Linked DNA regions of Mus musculus: all the other regions are linked to region 2. The links are chromatin contacts, called in public Hi-C, HiCAR-type, HiChIP or PLAC-seq and promoter capture Hi-C maps. All regions are on one chromosome and are shown on one strand. Each heading gives the region's core, a stretch centred on a gene start, on an enhancer-like site or on the middle of the called end of the contact. The rest is flanking DNA. Distances are from core to core; before and after follow the strand shown.

The links. Promoter capture Hi-C pulls out the DNA fragments that hold promoters and counts their contacts. A called contact is a pair of places that touch in the nucleus more often than the background predicts. HiCAR-type assays count read pairs that join an accessible place to other places. HiChIP or PLAC-seq counts read pairs in DNA pulled down with a chosen protein or histone mark.
Region 1: a HiCAR-type map of astrocytes shows a contact between it and region 2, with 4 times the contacts expected there. The contact joins the promoter of Lhfp here to the promoter of Setd7 in region 2. A contact is called at or near these places in 3 of 39 promoter capture datasets (hippocampal neurons and liver) and 4 of 115 datasets of contacts at active chromatin or transcription factors (astrocytes, embryonic stem cells and regulatory T cells).
Region 3: a contact with region 2 is called in an H3K4me3 HiChIP or PLAC-seq map of stem cell-derived neural progenitor cells, with 4 times the contacts expected there. The contact joins the enhancer-like site here to the promoter of Setd7 in region 2. A contact is called at or near these places in 7 of 39 promoter capture datasets (the 3T3-L1 cell line, the SN4741 cell line, hippocampal neurons and 2 more), 1 of 484 Hi-C or Micro-C datasets (CD8 T cells), 8 of 115 datasets of contacts at active chromatin or transcription factors (the 230-238 cell line, bone marrow-derived macrophages, cardiomyocytes and 5 more) and 2 of 9 other capture datasets (adipose tissue and liver).
Region 4: a promoter capture Hi-C map of liver shows a contact between it and region 2, with 2.6 times the contacts expected there. The contact joins the enhancer-like site here to the promoter of Setd7 in region 2. A contact is called at or near these places in 4 of 39 promoter capture datasets (hippocampal neurons, liver and pre-B cells) and 1 of 115 datasets of contacts at active chromatin or transcription factors (pancreatic cancer cells).
Region 5: a contact with region 2 is called in a Hi-C map of cortical neurons, with 1.6 times the contacts expected there. The contact joins the enhancer-like site here to the promoter of Setd7 in region 2. A contact is called at or near these places in 9 of 39 promoter capture datasets (the 3T3-L1 cell line, the SN4741 cell line, cranial neural crest and 5 more), 1 of 15 datasets of contacts at CTCF or cohesin (large pre-B cells), 2 of 484 Hi-C or Micro-C datasets (cortical neurons and forebrain), 10 of 115 datasets of contacts at active chromatin or transcription factors (the NIH/3T3 cell line, T-cell acute lymphoblastic leukemia, cardiomyocytes and 7 more) and 1 of 9 other capture datasets (liver).
Region 6: a contact with region 2 is called in an H3K27ac HiChIP or PLAC-seq map of thymic regulatory T cells, with 4 times the contacts expected there. The contact joins the enhancer-like site here to the promoter of Setd7 in region 2. A contact is called at or near these places in 2 of 39 promoter capture datasets (liver and pre-B cells) and 2 of 115 datasets of contacts at active chromatin or transcription factors (microglia and thymic regulatory T cells).

What each region holds. Positions count from the first base shown.
Region 1 is chr3:53,038,401-53,042,870 of GRCm38.p6, reverse strand. It overlaps Lhfp (lipoma HMGIC fusion partner), which reads right to left and starts at 1,324. Exons shown (of 4, transcript NM_175386.3): 1 at 1,097-1,324.
Region 2 is chr3:51,559,365-51,564,128 of GRCm38.p6, reverse strand. Setd7 (SET domain containing (lysine methyltransferase) 7) reads left to right here and starts at 3,306. Exons shown (of 8, transcript NM_080793.5): 1 at 3,306-3,611. The coding sequence starts at 3,572. It overlaps 5031434O11Rik (RIKEN cDNA 5031434O11 gene), which reads right to left and starts at 4,144. Exons shown (of 5, transcript NR_160686.1): 1 at 3,921-4,144; 2 at 3,240-3,380; 3 at 240-398.
Region 3 is chr3:52,835,630-52,839,954 of GRCm38.p6, reverse strand. No RefSeq gene overlaps it. Among named protein-coding and RNA genes, the nearest start is that of Gm30292, 40 kb to the right of the region's middle. Within about 2 kb of position 2,189, at least 18 of the 459 cell types and tissues checked have an H3K27ac peak or open chromatin away from gene starts, as enhancers often do. A contact at or near this core is called in stem cell-derived neural progenitor cells, where this site is marked.
Region 4 is chr3:52,651,290-52,656,084 of GRCm38.p6, reverse strand. All of the region lies in intron 1 of Gm30235 (a long non-coding RNA gene), which reads right to left. Among named protein-coding and RNA genes, the nearest start is that of Gm30235, 3.8 kb to the right of the region's middle. Within about 2 kb of position 2,829, at least 9 of the 459 cell types and tissues checked have an H3K27ac peak or open chromatin away from gene starts, as enhancers often do. A contact at or near this core is called in liver, where this site is marked.
Region 5 is chr3:52,981,763-52,986,276 of GRCm38.p6, reverse strand. It overlaps Cog6 (component of oligomeric golgi complex 6), which reads left to right. Exons shown (of 19, transcript NM_026225.3): 19 at 3,086-4,154. The coding sequence ends at 3,233. Among named protein-coding and RNA genes, the nearest start is that of Gm30402, 26 kb to the right of the region's middle. Within about 2 kb of position 2,271, at least 70 of the 459 cell types and tissues checked have an H3K27ac peak or open chromatin away from gene starts, as enhancers often do. A contact at or near this core is called in the NIH/3T3 cell line, cortical neurons and hippocampal neurons, where this site is marked.
Region 6 is chr3:52,632,618-52,637,225 of GRCm38.p6, reverse strand. No RefSeq gene overlaps it. Among named protein-coding and RNA genes, the nearest start is that of Gm30235, 15 kb to the left of the region's middle. Within about 2 kb of position 2,630, at least 95 of the 459 cell types and tissues checked have an H3K27ac peak or open chromatin away from gene starts, as enhancers often do. A contact at or near this core is called in pre-B cells and thymic regulatory T cells, where this site is marked.

The DNA.
Region 1 (4,470 bases), core at 75-2,574, 1.5 Mb before region 2:
GAATGGCTTCTATTTGCCAAGCCAGTGAATTCATTTCACATACTCACATTAAAAGCAATGTAGCATTTTTTACTAGCAGGAGACATAATTCCGGATATTAAAATAAAATGGACCATACAGTAGTTTGTTTATTTGGCTTGCAAGTTCACACTTAGTTTCTAGCCACTCCTCGGCATCACTTGATGAGTGTGCCAACCAAGCAACATGATAGTGGGAACTTCATACAATTACAGAAGTACTGTAAATTTAACTAACAGTATTCACCACTCAGGTGTATACATTGGATATATAGTTACACACCCCCAGTTACTGTAAATTTAACTAACAGTATTCACCACTCGGGTGTATATATCGGGTGATATATAGTTACACACCCCCAGTACTCGATAACACTAAAAACGCCTTCTGTCTTAATTTTCCGGGGCAAATGTGTTCACGCCTCCTATTTTGACTCCTTGGCTTCAGTGCTTTCACCTGCTGGCCATTTCAGACCAAGCACTCACTCTTTTCCAATACCTAATGTCAAGTCAGCTATTCAAAAGGGTTCGATGAGGTGGGCTGGCTTGCACACCTGGCTACACTCTCCACAAAGAACACAGAAGAACACCCCCACCCCGTCGGGTTCCATCTGCAAACTGCTTCCAAACTCCAGTCTCCTACACTTTGCTCGCCCTCTGTTCTGGATTCTACCCAAAGGGGAGCTCCCTCTGGCTACGGTTTTTAAAATCGTGTCAGCTGTGAGCAGAGGCTGAAGTTGAGTTGGTCTGGGGGTTACCATTAAAGGTGGGGAGTGGGAAGAAAGGGACCTCTTTCTCAGCTGGAGTGAGTTACCCTAGTCCAGATGAACTTAAACCCACCATCCTCCCCCAAAACTGCTAGACGCACGCACCGCACCCTGGAGCACACAGGAACACACACAATGATCTCTGGATGCAAAGCGGCACGGGGAAGTTCTTGCAGCCGGCTCTGAGAAAGGGACGGATAAGGATGGAAAGGAAGGCAGCACCCCCCGGAGGCCGACAGGACCTCAGCTGAACTATGCCACTCGGAAAGACAGGAGGGACCCGGGCACGGGGCCCCGGGGCGCGCTACTTACCCGGTCGGGCGGCGGCCGCGGTCCCTCGCGAGTCCCGGGCGCAGCACAACTTGCTGTCTTTCCCTGGCGGGGACAGCGCGGCACCAAAGAAGACTGTCTTTCTTGCCTTTGCCACTATCCCGACGGAGATCGAGGCGAGTCTGGAGAGCTGGGGTGGAGGGTCAGGGGGACCCACCCGGAGAGCCCGCCGGCTGCGGCCGTGCGGCCCGGGAACACGGTGGATGCCGGCTCCAGCTTTGGCAGGCGAGGCACGCGCCGCCTCTTCCCCGCCCTCCCTTTGCCGCTGTCCCCTCCCCTCGGCCCCGCCGCGCAGTCCTGGACGCGCGAGAGTGGGGGCGGCAGACAGACTGAGAATCCAGGGAGAAAGTTGCTCGCCTTCCCCGCAGCTCCCCGGGGGCGCCGAGGCCACACCCGACCCCTGTTTGCTTTTCTGGGTCAAACCCTGGGGTCTGGGGCTGCAGTGTTCGCGCGGCCTTTATGAGGACCAGGATGGGAAGTAGCCTCAGAGATGGGGAGAGCGATGTCTATGAGCTTTAAGGGGCTCTTGAGAAGTGGTCACTTTGGAGGGCAGAGAGCATGACGGGTGTGGACATAGGAAAGAGAAGGCTGGGCACGCCATGCGAGGCTGCTGGATTCCGTGGGGGCAAAGCCAGAAAGAAAGAAGGCAGGCTACTCCCCTGCCAGCCTCTCCCAACAGCTGCAAACCTTTGGGAACTTCTTTCAAGACATTTCTCTTCCTCTTTTTCCTCTTCCTCTTTCCTGGGTTTCCCCCCACTCCCTTACCTCCCCTCTCACCCTCTCTCCTCTTTCTGCTACCCTCCTTTCTCCTCCCGTCCCCTTCCCTGCCTCTTACCCACTCCACTCCCCAACCCATGATCAGCTTTAACATCTATCTACACAACCTTTGAATTTCCTTTCTGAAATCTGCTCCTTTTGATTTCTTCTCAGGCCCTGCCCAGTTCTGACTTGCCATCAGCCTTTTTAACCCTTCGGAAGCCAGAGCCGTATTCTGTGGGTGACTGACTGACCTCTGGAGTCTCCACAGAGGACAGTTATTTTAGGAAGCTGCCATCTGGGACCAGCAACTTTTGAAGTACATACTTGCCTAGATGCAGTTTTTGTGATGTGCCTTTTTCAAAGCAGCTGGAAGTAATAACTGGGTAGGAATATATTTCATAATAAAATTTCGAGTGCACCATTGAATTGGGCGGCATCAGCTGGAGACAGGTTGTTTCAGGATTGTTTGAAAGGTTTTAAGTGATTGATTCCAAGCCTTTCCTTTGTAGGAATAGGATACAGGTAATGAGCCTCCCAGGAAAGCGATGTAATACACATTAAGTTTATCACAATAGTCTTGAGAAGAGGAAAGAATAGTTCCTGGGAGACATTTGGCAGAGTCTGGAGATATTTGGGGTAAGCATGACCCATAGACTGGGAAGGCCCTACTGGCAGCCAGTCCATAAAGCCAGGAGTCTGCTCTGTAACTACACAGGGCACACCCAGAATCATCTAGCTTGAAGTGTGAGTAGGGCCAAGGCTGGGAAGTCATGTTTCAAAATGTCACATGGTTTTTAGCTCACCCATGAACCTCAGGTTTAGAGATCTGGATTTGAAGTTTTCCTTTGTTAACGTACGTTTTTTAACTCTGCTTGTGCAAATCACCAGTTATTGAGCATGGTGGCCATATAATAACAGGTCTGACTTGTAGCTAAATACCACCGCCTGGCTATCACATATCTCATATCTATGTAATGTGGAGGTAGCAGATACCAGCCTAGACAAAATTATACAGTGGCAGCCAGACTCACCCACACACAAACACTCACTCACACACTACCCACCGGGTATCCAGTCTAGGACACTTTCTCAAGCTTAGAGGAGCTTGAGAAAGTGACATGGATTGCCAAGGAGGCGTCCGTTGCAAATTCTTTCATTACTGCGTGTCAGTACACTGGGTGTATGAATAGATGACTTCATCTAATTCTCAAAAAAAGGGAGAGAAAAGCCACGAAGGCAGTTATCATTTCACAGAGAAACAGCTGATTAACCTGTAAGCATATGATTAAAACACAGACTTCTAAAAAAAAGAAATCTCATTATTTGCATTCTATTAAGTAATGTAAACATTACCGGAGAGGTTTGGCTAATATGAAAAAGGAAGAAATGAAGAAGTCAAAAGCTTAGAATCCTATCAGAATGAAATATTCATCATGTGTGGAGTCCTTGTGGGCTGCACTTCCTGGGACTCGACATTCCAACTCAGACGAGTCTGTCCCCTCATTTGTAAAACAGAGCTTGAAACCAATTCCATTTAATGTTTCTGAACTGTCAGTGTGATGGCAATATGGGCACTCCTACCTCGGAGAAGGGAGGTAGGGGTCATCTAATCTGTGCAAGTGGGTGACTGCACAGATGAGGTGACAGGTCTGGATCCTTCCAGTGTCTCACTCAAGGCAGCTATAGAATCACAACTCATTTCTTTTTCATCCCACCATATAATTATCTTCTCAAGCTATAAAATCTTCTGAATTACCCTCCAGATTCTGGCATGTATACTTTACCAGCACATGCATTATGCTATCTTTGAAAACCTTTGCATTCGATTTACATCTTCAAAGGATCCCTAAGTTTCTTCACAGCCGGAAGTTCCCACACAGCAGATGCTGATGTACCTCCTGCTCCAGGCTCGGGAGCAGAATGTTTGCCTTAAGCAGGGCTATTGAGTAGTCAGATGGTATCATGGAGGTATGGGAGACTGTGGGCATTCATGACAACACTTTCAGTTGCTTATCCAATGTTACTTCCAATCCCGCCCCCTTTGTTCAACAGATGCTCCTCTGACTTCCCTTAAACTCCGTGGTGGTTACTCAATGTCCCTGTAGCCAATGAATCTACTAAGGAGAACTTGGGGGAAAATACTCCGTGCTCAAGCAGGGAAGCCTGAGAGATTGTTTCCCCCATCTTCCTGGCTGTCTTTGCTCCTGTTCTTAAAGCATTAAATGTTTGGCATTACAACAACCATCTTGTATTTATGAGAATAGGAAGGCTATAGGGACATGACCCAACATTCTCACAATGTCAGCTCCTTATTTCCTTTTGAATTTTCTTTCTGATGGAATGATGGGCATGTGCCACCATGCCTAGACCCTTGTGAATAGTCCTGAGTAAACAATAAAGTGTTCATATGGTTTAAATCACCGTAAGTTGCGTGTTTCTTCTAATAACTGTATCTCTCATTAAGCACTATGGATACTGCATATGCTCAATGACAGTAATATACACAAGTCAACTTGGTACTATGGTGCTTGGCAAGGTGGGTACAGCAGAGCCTCACTAACTGAAAGTGGACAGAAGAATTAATGAACAGATTAACA
Region 2 (4,764 bases), core at 2,057-4,556:
TCTGCAACAAAAATAATTTTATAGTTGGGGAGGGGGTATTAAAGGCTCGCAGTTGAGGGGAGTTGAGAACCACTGTTTTAGGGGATCCAGCTAACATTTTCCCTAAACTTGTGGTCTAGAGTCACAAGAGGAAGTCAAGCACCGAGATGGACCGTCCTAACGGCTGCCTTCCTGATGGAAAGAGCTGGCGAGTTCCTTCCTGGCCGTGCAACAATACCAGAAGGGCCCTGGTTCCTCACCCAGATCCTTCTAGGCACATTCGAGATCCATTTCTGTAGAGGCAGGGAATGGGCGCCGGTTCCAAACACTCTCAAAGCAGCACATGGAAAGGCTCTTGACACAGGTAGGCTGCTCCTAACACCGGGGCTAACCGCACTCCTCCAAGAGGACATTCTCCTCTGAACCCAAAGACAGAGAGAGGTAAGACACTTGTGGCAGGCCCTTCCCCTCCCTCAGCACACACGTGTACCCTCCCACCGTGAGCCTGGGTCTGTGTCCTGAGGGGGCGTTTCCTGCCCTGACATTACCTTCTTTCAGTAAAGAAATAAATTTATTTTTGCTTCTTCCTTCGGTTTTCATCGTTTTTATTGTCTAGTAACTGAAGGAGATGAGCATCTGCTATTCTTCGTCATGTGAGCACCAGCATCATGCGTAAGGAAAGCAGGGATACATAAGAATTAAAGGTAAGGGGAGAGCTCATACAGCTCAAAGCCAGAAGGGATGAAGCACGGTAAATGCCTTTTCAGAAACTCTGAATAAGGACCGGGGAGATTCGTCAACTCCCGAGTCCATGGTTTCAAAACAACACAGCAACAAAAGACAAGTGTGGAGGTGTATGATTGCAACCTAACCACCGGGAAGACAGAAACAGGTGGGTATCTGAGGCCTACCCTACTCCATGAGTTCTAGGCAAGTGAGAGACTCTGTCTAGCACACACTCACAGACATGTGCACACACACACTCAGTACAATCCTGTTTCTGTATTCATGTTTTCAAGTGATGTTATGTGGGCTGCAGATGTCTCAGAAGACCCACATTTGGTTCCCAGCACCCACATTCAAGGGCTTACCACTGCCTGTAGCTCCAACTCCAGGGTTCCAATGCACTCTGGCCTCCTTTGGTATACACACACACACACACACACACACACACACACAGCATGCAGCCGTATACACATGCATGAGTGTACACACACACATAAATCAAATCAAATCGTTTTTTAAAAAAGATTAAATTATAATCTGAAGGTATCCTTTCATATTTCCCTGCAGGTGTAGATTTCTGTGGAGCCTAACAAAGGTCCCTGGTACCTGTCCTGGAAGACCCTTAAGGAGATCAATCCCAAGACAGACTTCAGAGGGGTATGGAAGATTTCAGGACAGCGTAGCCTGAGCCAGTGTGTACAGTGGTGTAGCCTAGGCTAAAGGGTCAAAGAGTAAACCAGCCTAAACCACAGAAGTCCCTCCCCATATGGCCTGAGTATCTAATGCCCAGAAGAGGAACCCATACTGCCAGAGTGGCCACCCTGGTGCACTTTGCAGGTGAAGGAGACTGGACCCTAAGCCTTCTAACTCCACATCCACAACCTTCCTCTTTCGAACGCAGTCAGAATGGAGCTAACATTTCTGATGGTATTTGGGGTTAGTGTCTCCATAATTTTTCTCTTAAGTGGTTTTCCCTTTGAGACAGTATTTCTCTATGTAGCCCTGGCTGACCAGGAACTCACTCTATACACCAAACAGGCTGGCCTTGAACTCGGAGATCTACCTGCCTCTGCCTCCCTAGTGCAGCGATTAATACCACCATGCCCTGTTTCTTTTACTTTTTTTTTTTTTCTGGCTGACATATATCAGCCAGTGGGGGTGCAGCTCATTTGGTGGAGAGCTTGCTTTTCTAGCATGGAAAAGTCTGGATTGTATCTCCAGTACTATAAATTCAGCATGCTGCCAAGGTTTGTAATTACGGGGCTGTGAAGATAGAGGCGGGATGATTAGCTCAAAATCGTCTTCCTGTATACAGTGAGTTAGAGGTGAGAGACCGGGCTACAGGAGATCCTGCCTTAAATAAAAAAGAAAAAGAAAATGAAAAAAAAAAGGCATTTAAGAAATTAAGGAGGGGGGGGACTCTCTCAGGCTTTGGAAGTGACTTGAAATCCTGCCTCATTTATTGTTCAGAAAACGAAAAGGAACAACTTTCTTTGGTTCCTGCCCCATCCTTCCCACCCGCCACGATGACTGTTCTTGGCAGAAGGCCAGACCAGCACCGGGTAATTCCACAGTACATTGGGTACATGCGCATGCATTTAACCCGCTATTTAAAGAGATCCTTTGCTGCCACCTGTAAGAGGACATAATGACACTCTTTAAGTGGCTGGGCTGGGAAGGGAGTTTTCTTCCCTCAAAGATGCCTGAGTCTGTGAAGTGGTTGGCACTTGGAGAAACTAAAGAAACATCTAGGGACATCACAAATACAGGACCGGAGGCGAGAGAAGGAGGAGCGCTAGACACAGGGTCCTGGCTCCGGCTCTCCGCTTGGTGGCTCCATCTTCAAGACAAGGAGAAGGAATCGGCCAAAGCTCGGGTGCGGCCTGATTACCAGCCTGCTGCCATTTGGGTTTGCTGAATTCCTGGATCTCTCTAGGGGCCTGGAGATGCGAAAGAAGATGGAGACTGGGGACTCCTGGGTAGGACGTTCAGTCGGGAGGAATCCAGGACGCAGGACGCCCCCTGGAGTCGAGGGAACTGGCTTGTGGAGGCAGCGCTGGGCAGTGGAAGGGGGACGGGGCACCTGCGCTCCTGGGCCCGCCGCACTTTGCAACTCTGGGCAGTAGCGAGCCGAGTGAAGTGGGGCTCGAGGGCAAGAGGAAGTAGAAGCTCAGGAACCAAAGGCTTCCTTAGTTCCGAGTGCGCTCCAGCTGTCCAGGAGTGAGATAGTGGTAGGAACACCCAGCATGACGCACTTCCAAGTCCCTGGTGGCACATCGTGGGGTATCAGGTGCTCTGAGCCCCTCACCCACCCCAGGCGGGTACCCTCGAGGCCCCCGGCGCTAGCGAACAGCCGGCGGCGACCTGGACCGCGTGGCTGGCGAACAGTGAACCAAGCCAAAAGGTAAACGCCGCCTGGTCTGCCCACTGCCTGGTCTTAAGAGGCGGCGCAGCTCCGGAGCACCTTGGGTTCTAAGGATCCTCACTTCTGGGAAAGGACAGGGAACTGTCAATCAACGAGGGAGGGAGCGCACCGGCGCCGGGTGATGTCAGCGGATCAGCTGCTCCATAACAAAGAGGGGGTATCACAGGAGAAAGTTGCAGTGGCGGCAGCACCCCAGAGCCTCCGGGACCGGGGACGAGAGGAGAGGGGGCGGCGGCTGCGGCTGCCGCGGCTGGCGGAGGAATTGAAAGGACTGTAGGGGGAGGCAGCGCGAGCCGCCCCGACTGCTCCTCCTCTTCCTCCCCCTCCTCCCCCTCCTCCAAACTCGCAGGGCTTAGCTCCAGCGCTCGCTCAGCCACCAGGAGCACCCAGAGGGACGGGAGCCGGCCGCACGGCCCCGGGCTGGGTAGGGTCTCAGCCGCCATGGATAGCGACGATGAGGTGGTGGAGGAAGCCGTGGAAGGTACAAGCTTTTCTCCAGGACTCTGGGGTGGGGACAGGCGCCTGGGGCGGAAAGCGCCAAAAGAGTGGCGGTCTGCGACGCGCGCCGGGCCGAGCCGAAGGCCGCCGCGGTCCCTAAGCGGATGGCGGGTCGCTCGGCTCAGGCGGGGGCTGCACTGCCTACGCCACGCCGCCGGGAGCGTGCGGGGCGCGGCGGGGCAGGGGCGGGGAATGGGGCCCCGCGGGGTCCGCCGCCCTGGGAAAGCTGGGCCCCTGCATCCCGCCTGGCCTCGGCAGCATCCTCCCTGGGAGTTGCGACGCTGCCTAGCACCTTGGCCTTAGTCCTTGCGGGGATGGAGGATGGGAGGGCAGTCCCTTGAGGCCCGCGATCTCCGCGGGGCAGCGTTGTTTCAGCCACCTCGACTTCCCCTCTCCGACCGCCTGCCCTTTTCCTGACTGAGTCGCTGCGTCCCATGGCCACCAGGGCCGGGTCTAGGTGGGTCTCCCATCGCAACGCACCCGGCCGCACACCAGGCACATGGCGGCCCTGGCCGCTCCTCCGGGGTAAAAAAAAAAAAAAAAAAAAAAAAAAAAAAAAAGATGAAATCATGGCTAGGTAGAGCACGCCGCTCCCCACCAGGCTACCCTGCCCCTGGGCGAACTCAGCCACCCGCCCTTCCCCCTCCCGGCTTCCCAGCGAGGTGCAGGCGCGCCGTGCGGACGCTCCAGCCGGGACCCAAATTGCTGGGTGACACTTAACTTTCTGAATTCCGAGCTGTCGGCTGCCGGTGATATCACCGCCTGGGTGTCAGGTTTCTCCGCCCCCTCTTGCGCACCCCTCCCCCGACTCCCGTCGCCACCGTGTTTTGCTGAGTTTCTCCGCCTCTTTTTTTTTTTTTTTTTTCTTTTTTGCCCCCCTACTTATAAAACGTCCGTGGCGACGTTATACAATCTCGTTGTTTGTGGCTTGAGAGGTTATGATTTTGTAACAACGAACACTGGAAAACACTCTTAAGCGTATTTATTATTTATCTTATTCTATCCCAGATAGTGTTCCCGTGATGTTTTTGCAAGATTGCGTAGTGTTGTTCCAGAATTTGTTAAACACAGCAACTGACTAATTTTAAGTCGGTGGTTGAATCTGGTTTTGATCTCATTTGTATAAACAGGTCTGA
Region 3 (4,325 bases), core at 940-3,439, 1.3 Mb before region 2:
CCTAGCGTTGAGTCTCCGCAACACTGTAGCAACCCTCTTCGCCTTTCCCACGCTACAGCCTGCTCCCATTAGCCATCAGTGAGTGTACAGCCAAGCAGAGAAGACAGATGAGACTCTCCAGCAGCCTAGGGCAAAGTCTTGGGAAGTCCCCAGGTCCAAGAGTTGGATGGACCCAGAGAAGCTTCAGGGTGCAACAAGTGCATTTCTACTGACTATAGTCTTTCCTGGTCCAGAACCCATGTCCAAAAGGTTCTGGCAACACAGGAAGGAGAAGAAAGATTCTGATAAAAATGAGTTGCCCACAGGGTATACACAGAAGTCTCGGGGGTCGTTGATGCTTTTCCGGGAGCCATCTGATGACTACAGCTTCAGACAAGAGTGCTGTCCATTCTTATAGTCAGTATTTAAATATTCAGTACTTTAAACAGAAATACTTCTATTGATTTTATTTTGAGCTATTTTATGATTTTATTTTTGAGACAATGTATCACTCACTCTGTAGCCCAGGCTGCCCTTAAGCTTTCAGTCTTTCTGTCCCAGCTGCCAGAACACTGGGATTACAGGTTTTCCTTAAACCCAATTAGCGCGCAGAAGTCCTGGATGCTGGAGGGAGGATGGATGCCATGACAGAATGTCTCAGGAGCTAGGCTAGCCTGCAGGGATGTAGACTGCTTCCACAGGCTCAAAATGATTCTACCTCCGTTTCTGCAAGAGTTTTGTGACCACGGACCCCGTTGATCATGTGCACACAGATGCCTTAAAGCTGTTCAGACCAGGATCTTATTCAAATCTGATATTAGAAGCTGTTCTTTCTTAGCCCCACCCCCATCATCAATCAGTTCATCTGTACATAGCTGGGTCTACGTTCCTGTCAGGACCAGTCCCATGACTGTGTGCTCCTGGCTGGGATAAGACTTCTCCTGCCTCACAGTGAATCCGTTTAATGCAGGACATAGTCCATGCTGCCTTGCTTTCAGATACTATTTTCATATCATACATAGGGTGTGCTCTGTATGTGTAAAGCGTACACAGGGCCAGGATTTCTGCTTGCCTCTTGTTCCTTGAGCAGTTTAAAGTTTGTTCACTTTCTCCTGACTCTCATTCCTCTCAGGAAATCCATTTCCAGGGGCAGGCTCTAAGAGCATCACTCTCATTGCTTTTACTTACTCTATTAGGCCATGCTTCCTACATCAAAACTCTTGCAAAGTCACCACTGTCACTCCAGAAAGTCCCCTTTCAGTATAGAAAGGGGAATCTGTCCTCTTTTCTCAAGGAATTTCAGTAGCTGGCCTTGACTTGTGAAACACCACTTTGACAGGGCTGGTGACCCCTGCTCTGGGAGTGTGCAGGGGAATTTATGGACTGCTTGGAGAACAAATATTACTGTGGGGTTGAACCAGGAAGACTTCCCCAAGCCCGACCCAGTTAGAATGCTAGAGGCTGAGCCACCCAAGAGAGGGAAAGGAGACACTGGAGGAACAGCCAGCCAGTGCAGGGATGGATAGAGAATAAAATCAGTGACCACTGCACGGCCTACTGCATCTGTCTCCAACAGGCCAGGGTGAAGCAAAGAAGACAGGACAGACAGACATCAAGTGCTCACCCCTGACTTTATCAAATGTGCTCTTTAGAAAGAAGACTATCAGCTCACGTCCGCCTCGTGTGTCTGTTCACGGGCTTGGCTGACTTAGCCGTTGATGTGCTCAGCATAAGTAATAACCGACCTCCCATATAAAACTGAACGAGATGCCGCTGTTGTATGCAGCCGATGTGGACAGCATAGTGAACGCGGAGCCTTCGGGAAAGCTACGAGTAAACTGATAAGCTTGAGAACCACTTGCTGGCAGAGAACATCTTTTCCATGTCTGTTTTGCACAATGCCATGAGCATGGAGTCTGAAAACATTGAGAGGCGCACAGCTTGAATTAGGATGATTTTTTTTTTTTTTTTTAACATATGAGCTGTGGCCCTTCAAAATGAGATTCACACTCAACCGTGTCCCCAGAGAGGTTTTCTGTTTGGGCCCAGCCATTCAGGACAATCTAAACCGCTTTAAAAGTAAACAAATAAATACTAAACTATAGGAAGGAAGCTTTTGTGACCCAACTCTCATGCTAATTCCAGTCAAATTCCTTAGAATGACTGCAGCTGTGACTGTCATTCTGCCACTGGGAAAGTGTCAGCAAGACCAAGAATAGTAGCAGCCTGCCATCTCGGTGGCTTTGACGTTCTCATCTAAAATGTTAATTAAGGAGTTGCTAGGCACAGAATGAAAATAAAAGTCAAGAAAAGTAGCAAAGGCAAAAAGTGCAACTGCAGGGGGATGAAAACCCCACATCTGTCTTCCTGTGTGGCACACGAGTCCATCCTGTTCCTTGGGCTGTGAATGTGGTCTAACTAGCAAATCAAATGAGAGGAACACTCAGTAGGTAGAAGATTGGTTCATTCCCCACCCCCCACCCCAACCCCTGTTTAAAAGCTATTACCAAAATAAGTTGCTCAAATGGCATCAGTTTGGATAGATCCATTAGTGAGTGAAGTTTTGCTTCCAGTTCATACATTGCCAAGTTTCCCGAATCTTTTGTTTCTCAGCAGAGAGGCTATGGGAATGACAGTTGGAGATGAATTCATGAGACCTTAATTTTGATAAATTAATATTTGTTATCACAAGATTTTATATAATTGTTAATTTATTGAACAAGTAATCCTTTGGTGGTAATTATTAGAGTATGAAATCCCCTACAGTACAGGATTTACCTGTAAGCCTGTTTGAATGTCAGTCTACATAGACCTGAGGTTGGCACAGGGGAGCTCTTTTGTTCTAATGCTTCCCAGAACCGCGGAGCATCTTGTGAATAGCTGCAAAATTAATTTCATTAACGAAACAAACAATGGTCTCTTGCTCGGGAGCTCAGCACCCTCTGTTGCCAGGGAAAGAGCCGCTGTCAGAAATAGCCAACTCTGCATGGAGTTGAAATTTGGCCTTTCACCTTTGATGAAAGAGCGACATTCCAACCATCTTAAGAATGTGTCAGATAGAGGAAGTGAGCCACACGATCAGCAGGATCAACAGAGACAGAGAAGAAAAATGTGCCAAGCCAAAGAAATCAGTGAATCAATAGCACTGTTAATCAACAGCACTGTCTGCTCCATAACTCGTGGCATACCTTTATCCATGCGTTCCACTAAGTTTATAAAGGGTTTATTTGAAATATGCCTAGTAATTTCAGTGTGTTAAGAGGCACTAAGTGTGAGGATTCTTAAACACACTAGTAAGGTTCGAGGTCTCCAAAGTGTGTAAGCTATGAATTTGTAAGGCAGATATTGCCTCTGGCATTAAAAGGCTTGAACTCCTTGACACTTCTTGAAACTTCTAGACATTTGCCTCCACAGATCTCTCCACCATATTTATTTCTTTGGAAAATATATTTAGTTTTTTAGTCATTCATGCCATGTCACCTTTATCCGGAAGGGAAGCTTCACGTTTATGCTTTGTTTGCTTTTTGCCACAATAACAGAAGACTCGAGTTAATTAACTCATTAAGAGAACAGGTGAGTTTTGACTCCTGCTTTTGGAGGTTCTAGGCTCTCATCAGTATTCCTGTTGCTTCAGGTGACTGGTGGGCACGCTGGCCAGCAATAACAGGAGCACGGAGCAGAATCAATGCTACCTTACGGCCAGAAAACAGAAGAGAAGGAGGGAGAGGCCAAAGTCCCCCAATGACTGAAAGACCCCCCCCCCCCCCCCCGTCCAGTCCATCTTCCTCAGGTCCACAACACCTTTCGGTAGAGTTAGCCTGAGGTTCAGTATTCAAAAACCATATAGGCCTTTTATAGACATTTATCTAAATCATGACATCTGCCTAATAAAAAAGTAATTTGGAAAAGGATGCACTTTTTAATGCACCATGTATATGATTATATGCGATTATACATAATATACTTTATATATACATATATATGGAGGGGAGGCAGCAGATATCAGTCTAGACTTGAACTTAGCATCCTCCCTCAGCCTCTCACGTGTTAGCATTGCATGTACCTTGATACTCCAGCCTATATAGGTTTCTTACAGTTAAATGGTTGGACGGAAGATCCTTAAAACCCACAGGAAAAGCCCCACACAGCACCATTTTTTTTTCATTCACTTGCCTATGTCGGCACACTCCATTTCCCCTGAAGCTCCTTCAGTTACGGCTGAGCCTCGCTGGAGGGATCTCTCAAGCATCTATGAAGCCTCTTCAGGCTCCATCCATGCCCTTCTTGCTGGCAGCTGCTGCCCCGATGGTCACACCAGAGAGAATGCTCTTTTCCTTTGTCACCAG
Region 4 (4,795 bases), core at 1,580-4,079, 1.1 Mb before region 2:
TCAGATTTTTCTCTCACAACCCAGATTGTCCTAACTGATCTTGTCTCCATCTGGGCTGAACTGGGAGGTCTGGGAAGGCAAGTGACCACCTGCTCTTTTTCCAGGATGCTGTGCCATCTCCTGACCCCATCTTACTTGAAACTATATTCTAAAATATCCTCCTGGGTCACACAACAGCCCAGACACCTCCATAAAATGTGGCAAAGCTTTTGAGATTCAAATTGAAGCCCATTAAACAAAGCTTCCAAGTTACCGTGATGCCCTGATTTCTCCCTTTACCCCTCTCTCCCACCTTCCCTCCCCTTGTCTCCACTGACACCAGTTCTTGCCAAGGTTGTGTGTCCTTCTCTGAACATTTTGCCCATGTTGTTCTCAGGTTATGACGTCCATAACAAACACTTGCTAATCTTGCAGAAGCCACTGAGTGTGGAATCCTGCAGTTTGTCTAGATGAAAAGACTATTTTTTTTAATTCTTCCTTGGCATCAGTGTTTAAGAACAGAATTTGGAAATGGCTGACAGGGCTCACGACAGGCAGACCATCAGTTCCACCTCGAGGAGACGAACAGGGAGAAGCTAATGAAACGGAACAGCTCTCATATTAACCAGTTAGCTATTCAGTTCAGGACAGATGTGGAAAATAAGCCCATATGAGACAAATTCATTAAAGTGAAATTATCCATTCAACACCTTGATATTTGAGCAGACTGATGTTTCAAAATTATTATAATTATGATCAGGGGGGTAAAAGGAGCCAAACTTTTGAAAGAAGACTTGAAAAAAATTAAGAATTCTAGTGCTACCCTGTGAGATGAAAATAATGAGCTGGTCACAGATCCCCAGGATATCAGCGATTGCTCTAAATTCTTCTTGATGAGGAATCTGTGACTCTGAACTCAACATTAATTCAAATGCAAATAATATCTCTTCCCCCTGAGAATCATTATTCCTGATTCGGCAGGCAGTTTAATGGGAAATCTGCAGGTGCACAGCCGACTTTGAACGAGAGAAGTTGTTCCAATGTCAGACAAAGAAGCTTTGACTCCTAAACACATCGACTCTGTCTAAGTCAGAGCCCAGAGACTTGAGTCCCCTCCCTGCCTCTGAGACAGGAGTCTCTGGTAAAATACATGGAATGCAGCCGGATGTAGAGTTGGTACCCGTGGCCAAAAGAGCATCACCAACTCTGTCTACTTCTGCAAGCATGCATCCCAACCTCCTGGAACAGTTCCCTGCATTGGCCTTTCCATGGAAACTCCATTGACAGCACCTGCAGGAGACAATCTGTCTCCAGCATCATCAGCTTTAGAGGATGTGTGTAGATAGTAAGGGTAGAAGCTTCCAGCCTTGTTTGGCGAGCCTAGGTTTGAATGCATGATGCTGGGAATGGTACCATGGACATTTTGTGCCTCGGTTTCCTCTGTCAGCAAAATAAGGATCTTCATATCACCTACTGCACAAGTCCGTGGTGGGGCTTAAAACAGGCTTCTCGTGGGAGCATAACAAGTGGTTCACAACAGGGGCGCTGAAAGCGGAATTCAAATTCTCACTCCGCTACCTGAGTCACTAAATTATCAGTTTAGTAAATATGAAGTGGGGGAGCTGATAATCCTGACAACCTTTCTGAGTCATTATAAAGATTAATGACTTCAATTGGTTCACCTCAGTATGTCTTGCTCCTGTAACAAACAATTCCAAAACACTGAGTACAGGGTTTAGCCCCCTTTGAGACCTTGATAAACGCTGTATATCAGTACAGAAAGAGCATCAGCATTTGTGTACGTACAAGTTACACAGAGGGAAGGAGGAACGGAGAACGCTGCCTTAAGGAAGGACTACCGAGGAACAAGATGCGTTCTGCTCAAACAAGTTGTGCCTTGACAGTTCTTTTGTACCAGCTCCACATCTGTATTAGTATTGGGGGGTGTGGCAAAGATACCACAGTGAGCAGCTTAGACAATGGAGATTTATTTTCTTATGGCTCTGGAAACTGGAGGATCGGGGTACCAGCCAGGTAGGATGCTGCTTCTGGCTTTCAAACAGTAACTTCTTATTGTGTTCTCGTGGCAAAGGGAGAAACCTCTGTTCCTATTTTTTACAATTATTTTTATTCTATATGTATGAGTACATCTGAGCGCCATGTGTGAGCAGTGCCCATGGAGGGCATCAGATCCCCTGGAACTGGAATTACAAATGGAGCCAGCATGTAGATGCTGAGAACAAAGCATAGGTCCTCTGAAAGAAGAGCTCAGCGAACTCCTCTTGCACTTCTTACGAACCCACAGTCCTTGCAGACTAAGACCTCCACCCTTAAGAATTCAATCCACCTAAACTTCCTATTAAAGATTCTCTCTGCAGCAGACTTAGGGATGCTGATACAGGAGGATCGGAAGTTCAAGGCCAACGTGCGCCACAGAGTAAATACAAGGTTAGCCTAGGCAATTTAGTGAAACTCTGTCTCGACAAAAAGAAAAAAGAAAGAAAGGAAGGAAGGAAGGAAGAAAAGAAAAAGGGGGGCTATGGAACACCTGCCTAGCTTCAATACCCATCACTACAAAACAAAAATAAACAAACAGACAAAATATGTGGATGGATTGGGGAAGGGGACTGAAGTTCAACCCAGAGTCTGTCCACAGTAGAAATGTCAGAGGATGCCCCGAGACCAAAGTGATCCACAGAAATACAACAGCCCAAAGGCATCCAGGTGCATGGTTCCAAGGGAAACAGAATAAAATAGTTGAACCAAAGGGGATGCTCTCACCCATCCGTATGTGGCAAACAAGGGCAGAGTGGCCAGAGGTACATGAAGTCCTTCTATGCCTAGAAAAGCCAAGTCATGGGTTGTGTTTCAAAATTCCAGACACAGCATGTCAGAGAGATAAGCTGTCCTTATCTACGAGTGTAAACACAGGTAGTCCTTGGCTGTCAATCTTACAGGGTCAGGAAGACCTGTCTCGTGTCAGTGTTTATATTTTTGTATGCAACGGTTAAAAGGGGGACACCTGGTTATTTAAAGAACTGGTCTTGAGACATGTACTGATTCATCACATAGCTAATAATACACACTTGGCGAACTACTTGTATGATAATTGTAACCCTACATTCTGGGCAGAAAAACAAAATGGAGAAATAAATTGCGAATGTGTAGTGAAAATAACCCCGACATAAAATCTGAAAAAATCTTTAGCAATATCACTAATCACTTTTTTTGTTTTGTTTTCTGGGGTCTATCTCAATTAAGTTATAATTGGAAAACACAAACTGAGTGTACTGAGCTGGGACATATTTTATTGGGAACGTTCCTTAAATACGTAATTTGATTCTAGACTCCATTAGTTTAAATATAAAGGTGTTCAAAGGTGAGTGGGAGTTTAAAGTTCTATCATACACAGCTTTCTCACAGGTTACTTCAGGGCAAATGAGTTTTAAAACCCTTGCTTGGTAAATATTAACCAGTTGCTGCATCTTGTCACATCTTCCAGAGTTGTCATTGCCAGAGGTTACAATTTCATTACTATAGGTAAAGTCTCTTGAATTTCAAGGGGAGGGTTTAAAGGTGTGTGTGTGTGTGTGTGTGTGTGTGTGTGTGTGTGTGTGTGTGTGTGTGTATACATACATACAAGGAATTCTCCTACTTAGCCTTTAGTGTTAAGGAAAATAACAAGAACCAACATATGCAACCAATTCCCTTCTCTGCTTCCCAGATTTTTTTCATTATCAGTTTCAAAACCTATTAAAGTAAATACATACGATGAAGTCGGTCACAACTGCTTCCTACTACATCAGAGACACACCCCTCAGACTTCTCAGCCGCATAGTCACATATACTTTGTTTTCCTTTCGTTTCAGTGGCGAGACAAGCTTCCCAAACCCAGCTGAAGGCTCTGAGTGTCATTTGTGGATTTCTTGTCTTTCGTTACCTTGAGCAGCTTTTCCCTCTAAATCTGTTTTCAGTCCCAGATGGTCATGAATCACCCATCAGCTCACTGCTTGGACAGGACTGACTGGCCATCCAGCTCCCTCCTCTCTCCCACAATAACCCAACCACAGTTCATCCCCAGGAGCTTTCCCACTCACAATAACCCAACCAAGCTGGAAGAAAGTTGCAAGCTGGAGGAGCAGGGCAGAGCAGGCTGAGCCTCTCATGGGACCAGAGAAGAAAGCAGTGAACCCCAGCTTCCAGCTCCCTCTGACCCCTGCTGTCCACGAAGGCACTGGTCTCTTACCAATTCCTGAGAGACCCCAAAGCTCTCACAACCTTAAATTCCTTCCCCACTCTTCCAGTCTGAGGGGACTGCCCAAGCTAACGGAGGCCCTGGGTAGAAGGCCAGGAACAGAAATTCATTTTGTCTCTTTGTTGTTTACTTTCTTTCAGAAGCAAGAGGGACAAAACCCCAGGAGGCCTGTTTTTCTCAGGCCTGTACAAGGTGGTCTATTTATTTCTGTTTCCCAAATTGAGTGACATGGGTCTTTCCTTCTCCCTCTACAGCAAGGACATGGCTAATAACATCCACTCTTCCATCAAGTTGTGTTGACTGCTCATGTCTATGGCCCTTGTTCCAATATCCAGGTGGCATAATGTGACATTCAGAAATTCTTGGCCCTCTTCCTTGTGCTACAAATGTTTCAAATATCACAGAAGGAAGGAAGGAAGCTGGAGAGAGGTTTGATTCCAAAGTCAAGTTGCTCTCCTGTGATTGCCTGTTCTGTGCACAGCCGAGCGTTCTTCAGAGCCTAGCGTTCTTCAGAGCCTAGCGTTCTTCAACCAGAACAACTGCACTTTTAAGCATCATTTA
Region 5 (4,514 bases), core at 1,022-3,521, 1.4 Mb before region 2:
TACCTGCCTTAGTACCCCAAAGAATTAACCTTAGCCATACTTACTCCTTGCCTATATTTCCCTTCAATCTCTCTCATTAATATATAATCTTACTTTGCTAATGATTTTAAATTGCTCTGACTATAATTGAAGTCAAATAGACATGACACCAAATCCCTATATATTGTAAGCAAGTCAAGGCAGTGTTGATAATTTTGACCATGTCCTACATATTTTGCAGTGTAGATGACTGTCTTATGGTCTACTTTGCATCTGTTTTTCTGTAGATTTAAAGCTATTAAATATTGTACATGTCTCCTTAATTTAGAGTGGGGATACAGTGTGGTAAACTCATCTGAAGTTAAAATTCAGTTAATGGATAGTTTGGAACATAGCACACATGGATCCATACTAGCATGGTGACAGGGCACAGCTTGCAGCTGCCTGGTGTAAGAGAGTACAGCAGTAAGAAGACAAGGAGGTTGGAGCTTCAGCAGTGAGGTGGCAGGGAGGCGGGGCTCCAGCAGGGAGGAGACAGGGAGGCGGGGCTCCAGCAGGGAGGAGACAGGGAGGCGGGGCTCCAGCAGGGAGGAGACAGGGAGGCGGGGCTCCAGCAGGGAGGAGACAGGGAGGCGGGGCTTCAGCAGTGAGGAGGCAGGGAGGCGGGGCTCCAGCAGGGAGGAGACAGGGAGGCGGGGCTCCAGCAGGGAGTCCCTCTGTGTGCACAGTGCTCTACTGGAACTTGTTTGTCCCAAGTTTTATCTTTCAACAGAGAGTTTGATTGGACATTTGGTCTTGAAGGAAACTACTAAGCAGATATACTTATACGGGACCAAGAAGTCTAGAACATAGGGAGAGAAATAGAAAAATGAATGGTTTTAAAGATGTTTTCTTTTCCCTTTGGATAAATTAGAACGATGTTACTCTCTTTGCTGCCAGACGCAGTGATCACCTTGAGCATCATGGTAACCTGACTTAGGACTCTGCCAGTAGCAGAATAGATTCTGTAAGAAACTTAAGAAACAGGGAAGCGTGTGTTTCCAAATGAACATGCAGAGGTGTATATATGATTTAAGAGCTATTTTAGTTTTAGATTCAAATTTTTTTATATTTATTAAAAGTAAAAGCATGGGCTTAGTGAAATAATTGGTTTTTGTTTTGTGGGGGTTATTTTCTTTATTTTGGTTTGAAGGAAGTGGGGTGTGTTTTTCTTGGAGCTAGCAACTATATTCATTATCTGTATAAACAAATAACCTGTATAAACAAAACTAAACAAGTTCTTAATTAAGTAAAGGAAAGCAAACATGATAGAATAACTTCTGGAAACTTATCTGCAGAAAAGCAACTATAGCCTGGACAGTGCTCAGGAGACCCCAGGAAGTAGGATAAAGATGGGTTGTTGGAGTCCTGAGCTCACACTAAATACCATGCTAATCTTGAACTCAGCTCACTGACTTCCTAGCAGAACTCACTGCTTTGAAGGATGACTGGGAGCGTCGTACATGAAGACATGAGTCCATCCAGAACTGTAGGAACACCCAGGACTGCTTAGGAACAGGAAACGTGAACCCAAAAGAGAAAAATGATCAGTTAATAGAAACAGAGCCACAGCTGATGTGTGTGCCATGAGCAGATATTTACAGCGAGCCTTGGAAACGTGTCTGTGCACTAAAGGAAAGCATCAGTACACCGAGAGAATAAGGAAGGAAGGAAGTTACAGCCTGCTGCACTTAGACCTGGAAAGTACACTATCTAAAATACAACATCCATCCCTCCTGAGGGACCAGGCAGGGCTTATTAATGCGAGAAGTTTCTCCAGATGCCATGCGAGATGTGGATCAGCATGCTTAACAGTAAGAAAGCCTGGACAGAGAAGTTGCACAGGGCACTCCAGTGTCCTCAGATCACCAAAAGCTTGATCACTGTCATATGATACCTTATTACCATAAGAGAAGCATCTTAGGGCAGCCAGAGGGAAGAGCAGTACTTACTTACAGGAGATGACTTTGGGTTGGAGACACTGCAGGTAGAAGACAGTGTTGTCTTTAGCAAGCTGAATGAGTGTGTTCATGAACTGTGTGGACCTCGGGGCTCAATGGTAGAGAATTTTCTGAGGGTCTGGGCAAACCCTGGCTTCAACTCCTAGCCCCAGTAAAAGCAAACTGTATTGTCTGCATAGCCCTTAATTGTTGAAGTTTTTCTCCTGGTGTGCATTGGATTGCACCCTAGGAAAGCTCACTCTCAGTGATCTCAGAACCTGAATGTGGAGAGAAGCTATTTTTAGGACCAGTAGGTTTGTGGCAATGCTGCGGGTTGTTAGGCAACGAGAATCCTAAGTACTGAGTAACAAGCTCCCTGATTCTAGAAGCAAGCAATTCATTTGTTAGCTCAGTGCTTTAAATAACTGTTTCAAATACAACCAGTTTACAGAGCATGGTTAATAAGAATGGTTTCTCTGTGTACTTCCTTACTGATCTGTACTAAGAGTTTTGAAATTTTGACACTTGTAACTGGGTAAACGATTTCTTAATGTTCAGCATTTTGAAGGACATAAGAAGTTGGTAGGAACGTGAAGATGATCGACCCTTAGTTCACTCACTTTTCTCATGGCAAATTAGCTCCGGGGTTATTCTATTACTCTGTGACTTACAGTGTGGCTCATTTATAAAGTCCTCTCTAACGTTTTGCTGTGTTGGGGAGCTTGTAAGTCTTGGAGAACAGCCTGGTCTTTTGGGTTTCACTTACAAGGCCCCACAAGAGAAACTGCTTCAAGAGATGAACCTTTACGTGACTCTACTCTTTGGAGATTAAATGTATTTTTCTTCGCTCATTTTTTTTTTAGCTTGTTTCAGCAGATGTAAGCCCATTCTAAGTGCAGGCACATCTATATGTGGGGCACTGTTCTGTTCCTCATGGCCAAGCACTGGGTAAAATGCAGCCCCTGGCTCAGGAGGGTGCATGTGACGACGGAGACTTTAATAAACAGTAAACACTGCCCACTAGTAGGAACTGGGCAGCGTGGGGCTGAAGCATGACATCATCCAGATGTGTGTGCTTGCGGTTGCTGGGCTTCTGTTATCTTCTGGTTGTGTTTGCTCATCCATAGGGAGCAGATTATAAAGCAGTCTACAGAGCTCGTCTGCAGAGCCTACGCGGAAGTGCATGCAGCCGTGATGAATCCAGACAACGCATACAAAGATCCAGAGAGCATCCTTCATAGGTCACCTGAGCAGGTGAAGACACTGCTCTCTTGATGATGTCGATGGCATTTGCAGATAATTGCTGCCTGGCAATGACACCAAGGGTGGTTAGGGTTTTTAATCTATGAGTCTTTACTTTGAAGATTGAGAATTAATAGTTTTCCTAGTATGCGGTTGTAGGTCAATTTCTTTCATTCTCAGCTAACATGGAGGTAAATCAATATTGACTTGAATCTGTAGGGAGCAATGTTCTCTTGCCCATTAGCTGCCTCTGCATAGCAGTGTAAAGGTCCCCGTGATTTGGGATTATAAATAGAGGCATAAAGTCAGCTGGGAGTTTCGGGATTAAGTACGATGACTTGTAAGTTCTGTGTAACATCTAAACCACAGCTTTATTGGCAATGAGCGTCCGCTTATGGAAGGTCCCGCTGCTTTCCTCTAATTGAATAGCTTCTTGAACCTAGCCCATGTTTCTGATCCCAAAATAGGTGTTGATGGGTTTGATGGGGAGAGAAACATTCAGGCTGTTGTCCCTTCCTGCTTACTTTCATGCCTGGTGCAGGTTTGTATGTATTTAAATAGACACTTAGCTGATAGGTCGGAAGAGAGGGAAAGACCCTTCAGCAGGCTTCCTGTGCAGACAGCTTCAGCCTGTTCCAGGACGGGCAATCGCCATACATTGTGCACTCAGTCTGTTTCCTCCAACCCCATCCTAGAAACTCTGTCTTGCACTCAGAGCAGAAGCAACTATGCTATCCATTGTGGTATCAACCTGCCGGGTTGGTCAGTTCAATGAATTTATATGGTGTATTTATCAAAACAGCATAATACAAGGCAGGAACTTACATTGTACATAATTTATTTCTACTGTGAAAAAGAGATTGATGTACTTAGCACTTTGTTTGCTAAGAGAAATAAATATTTTTTCTTGTTATCTGGTTTTCTTAATATATATTAAACTATTTCTGGAGCAGCAGTCTTTGTAGTATTTTTATACTTCTCTCAAATGCGTTTTGGAAAGAATACTGATAGAAAGGAAGTACAACAGAGGAGACAGATCCCGCTGGGATGTGGTGCGGTAGTAGGCTGAGAAGCTGTAACCACGGGTTATAAAAGCTAACATCAGAACAGCACTTAGGCCTACTGAGGGCCAAGCTTTATATTTTTGGACTGTATTGATTTGCATAAATATAACCTAATTAAAGATGCCTGATTCATGAGAATGAATACATGTCATGTGTGCAGAACTAGAGATTCAAGGTGGCAGTACTCCCCAGTAGCCACATCATGGAATCCCTGTGAAAACCCATCTGCCTCTTTTTTTTTTCTTTCAGA
Region 6 (4,608 bases), core at 1,381-3,880, 1.1 Mb before region 2:
CGTGACACACTCTGTATTTTGATAACATTCATGTTCATGTATCCTATGCATGTGAAATCCTAAGACTTACTCCCCCGAAGCTGAGATGCTTACAAAAAGACACACAGACAACCTTCTGTGCATACATAACATCTGATGAAAACTATTTTATGCACATCCTTTTTTATTTTAATTTGAACTTTTGCACATATTTTATGAGTTGTCCATTTTAACACTTTATTCAGCACGTTTGGCTATCCTCCTTATTTTGGATGGAATGGTGGTTGCCTCTCGGTTGGCTGAAGCTCCTTTTGTGTTTTCCAACATCCCCTCTTCCAAGAGACTTTCCCCATCCCTTCAAGCAGCTTGCTTCTGCTACCGCGCATTCTTGCAAACATTATGATTGCGTTGTTTTGAATGGTTTTAGTTGTTGCTTTGCTTGGGGGCCTCTTCATTTGTCTCTCTAGATTGTGGTGTCCCAGGGATGAAAACTATGCCATCCCTAGCCCATAGGATAATGATAGAAGACTGGCGGCTTCCTAACAAAGCAAAGAAGCTCTAAGTACAGAAAATGCCTGTCTTGTGATCACATGGCCGAGATCACATGGCCGAGACGTCCAGCTAATTTCTAGTTGTTGACACCACAGCTGAACAGATAACTGGAGCAAGACAAGGCTGATCCTCATTTACCTGTAAGCAATCCAGAACATTCCAAATAACGCTCTCTATTGGTTTTTTTTTTCAGTTCTGTGTCTCTTTGGGGTCTATATGTTCTTTAAATATTTTAATTTATTATCATCATCATCATTGGTGTATGTGACAAGTTTGTGTGAGGTGTGTATGTGTGGCATGTATGTGATGTGTGGTGTGTGTAGTGTGTGTATGTGTGCGATAGCACAGTGAAGAGGTTAGAGGTCAGATCTGTGAAGTTGGCTTCACCCCTCCTCCATCTCCATGTAGGTTCCAAAGTCTGGGCTCATGCCATCAGGTCCTTGGGGTAACCATTTCTGTGAGTTGAGCCCAGTCCCCAAACTTTCTTTTCTGTTTTACATTTGCTGACACATTGGGGGGAGCAGTGTATATTATGTATGTATGCATGCATGACACTGTACATCCGTGGAGATCAAAGGACAACCTGAGAGATTTGGGTCTCTCCTTCTACCATATGGGGTTCCAGGGATCAAACTCAGGCCATAGGCTTGGCAACAAACTCCTTTGCCCACTGAACCATCTCATCAGCTGGGATAGATAACTTCTATCAGGCAGAGCAAGAAAAACATCGACAAATGTCTGGCAGGTTTCGCTTGCTCCATACTTTGAGCTTAATAGATACACAGCCAGGCCAACATGACTGCTCATAGAAGCAAAATTCTCATTTGGAAGGCAGTCATGTCATGTTTCTGTCTGCTCCAGGGTATCCCTGCCTGATTCTAATCCTGACGTGACATTAAATTAATTAGTAGAATAGTCTGACATCTAGAAACAAAATAGTAGCTAATACATTATTCAGATATGCACACTTCTCTAAATCATTTATAATGAAATTTGCGGTGTCCACAGGTCAAAGAGACGTTATTGAACCAAATCTTTTTCTTTTTCTTTTTCTTTTCCCTGTGGTGCTGGATTAAGAATGTCACTTAAGTGCTCAAACACTGAGCTATGTCTCAAACCTAAATTAGTTTCTTTATACACAAACTTGAAATTAGAGCAATATTTCTACCTACTACACAGGGTTACTGTGAAGCTCTAAAAAGACAGGACATAGAAAATCTACAAACTTGGGGCTGGCAAGCCGGTTCGTTAGGTAAAGATGCCTGCCACCAAGCCTGATGACTTGAATTTAATCTCTAGTATCTCGTTAGGTAAAGATGCCTGCCACCAAGCCTGATGACTTGAATTTAATCTCTAGTATCCACAAGCGTGAAAGGAGAAAATCAGTTGCCTCCACGTGCACATAGGCCATGTCCATGCCCGCCCCCACGCACACACTTATACACCTGTACACAGTACAAATAAAATAAAGTCTAATACACTTCAAGAATATAATTGAATTTAAAATTTTAAATTAAGAAAATAAAAACTATATACTTGAAAATTCTAGCATTATTTATTGACATTCACTTTTTTAATGATTTTTTTTTAAATATCACTTCTGGCAAACAGCTATAGATCTTCTCTCGTAAGTGTTTCTTCCTGGACCAGAGGGATGGATCAATGGTTAAGAGCATTTGTTCGTGCAGAGGCCCTGGGTTCCATTGCCAGCATGCACATTTGCAGTTCACGACAGTTCATAACTCCACTCACAGGATGCACAGGGTACTCAGACAGATGAATAAGATGTTCATATGCATAAAAACAAAGCAAAAGTAATTTACATGGTTCTCCCTGTCTTTCTCTTCTGTATGTATCCCCTGCCCCACCCCCGCTTTTTTTTTTATTCCAAGGATATAAATGCCACTTCTAGCTAATGGTTACTCAGATGTATGCAGAGGGAGCTCTTCGGGATATACGAGGCTCTCCACTCACTCATTTTAATCAGAACTAGAGTAAATTAGACAGACAGGTTCTCCCCCTGATATACAGTGCACTTGACACTATATAGAATGGCTCACAGCCAAAAGGGTGACACCATTTCCTGTTGCTTTAGTTCCTCTCGCCTACCCTGCCATGTGTGTCACACTGGATGAATGTGTGTTTGCTCATGGGGAAAACTGCGCAGACACAAAGTAGGAAACAGACAGGAAACAGCAAAGAGGCCAGAATGTTACAGTATCGCTTTCACTGGGGCAGCGCCCAGCACTGGCTTCTTTTAACAGTAAGATGCTAGATCCATTCAAATTGAGCTCATTAAACTTTATTAATTTCCTATTGCTATTCTATTCCAATCTCCATTAACTAAAAATGCTAATTAAAATAATTAAAGTTGACGAAGCTCAGGGTTAAGTGAACCTTAGTATTCTCAAGGCCCTAGATTATTTCCCCAGTACCGAATAGATAAATAAAATGAATATACCTAAATAACATTAGCTCCCAAAGTTGTTTTCCTTATCTAGCAAATTAAGCAAATGAGACCCGCTTTGCAATGGTGAGGATACCTGTAGAGAATACATTGGGAAGTTGGCTTTGGACAATTAAAATCTAGAAGTAATAAAATGATTAATTCATGGGAGACAGAAACTATGGTCATGCTTAGAATCTCTGCCAGTAGAGAGGTATTAATCTCAATTTTCTCCTCGAAGTACAGGCCTTGATTAGAGACCCCAAGATGAATACTGTCTAGGCAAAAGAAGGGATCCTGTCAGAGAGCAACAGTGGGTGAGGATAATCCTGGGCGTGGCACCTGCACGGAGGCTCAGCTGCGGCTTGCTGGGCTGTCTGTCCCACCAGCAAACAGGCTTTATCAGGCATGAAAGACATATAAATATCACTGTACTTATTTCCGTAGTTCATTTTTTAATGGTTCGTGTTAATGGGTATGTAATTTGCTTATGAGAACAGTTTCCCTAATATGCTTTTAACCACCTGCATGAGCCAGCTCAAGTCTAACAAAAAAAGCCTTTTGCATCGCAAATACTCTCAGCGGTGTTAGAGAACTGCGTGATCTGCAGCCAGCGCGCGATGATTCGCTGCTGTGATGATTCTGACTTCACACCCACAGGACTTTATTTCAGCCATGGGGCTGACAGGGTAGACGATAGGAATGTCGGTCTTGAGAGGTGTCTGACTTTGAAAGGCCCACCACCTTTCAGTTTCTCCATTAGTCTGAGTATATGTATGTCAGCTATGGCTGTAGATAGTTTCAGAACCATTGCTTTGAAATTTCCCCTAGGGCATCCCGAGTAGAATGTGAGGCAGGACAGTTGATTTGATTTTTTCCACTTTGTGTTGAATATCAGCTTTCCAACATGCATTCAGAAAGGAAGAAGCTGGGGTTTGTAGGAATAACAGTGGATTGTATCAAGGAGAAAAGCAAACAGTCACACTGCATTGCTCAAAGCTACATACGTTCTCTGCGTTTAAGGACGGGTGGGAGAAGCAAGCAGTGTGTGCCTCATTTGGCAGCTAGGGAAACAGGACTTTAGAAGTTGAAGTGCTGTTTAAGATTATATGCTCCTGAAGAGGGAGGGGAGATCATTATGATGAAAATACATTGTGTGAAATTCTCAAGTGATTAAAATCATTTTAAAGTCACACGCACAGGTACCCATCGGCTACAGAGCTGGAACCTGAGTTCTCATGTTGTAGTCGCCAGACTGGATGTAACTGCAGCAATCCTAGGACATATTTTAAAATTAAGGTAAAAGATAAATCACCGTTCATATGCTACCATTTTCTATCAGGGTTTGGCAGCAGGAAGCAGAGGCCATTGTAACTATTTTAAACAGGAAAACCAGTGCTCAGAAAACAGGAAAGTAGGCTGTAGGCTGGATTTCCAGACATGGCTTCAGGTACCCCCTGCTGGACTGTTCTTTAATGGGACTGTTCCCTCTACCCTAGTCAAAAGAAGGGAGTGGCTCATGACTTTGGGGTTCTAGAACAATGATCCAGATCTGGGGGACTGGGGACTACCAGTGTGACAGTTGTTTCTCTAGACACATGAAATCAGTGACCATACATGCATAGAACTCA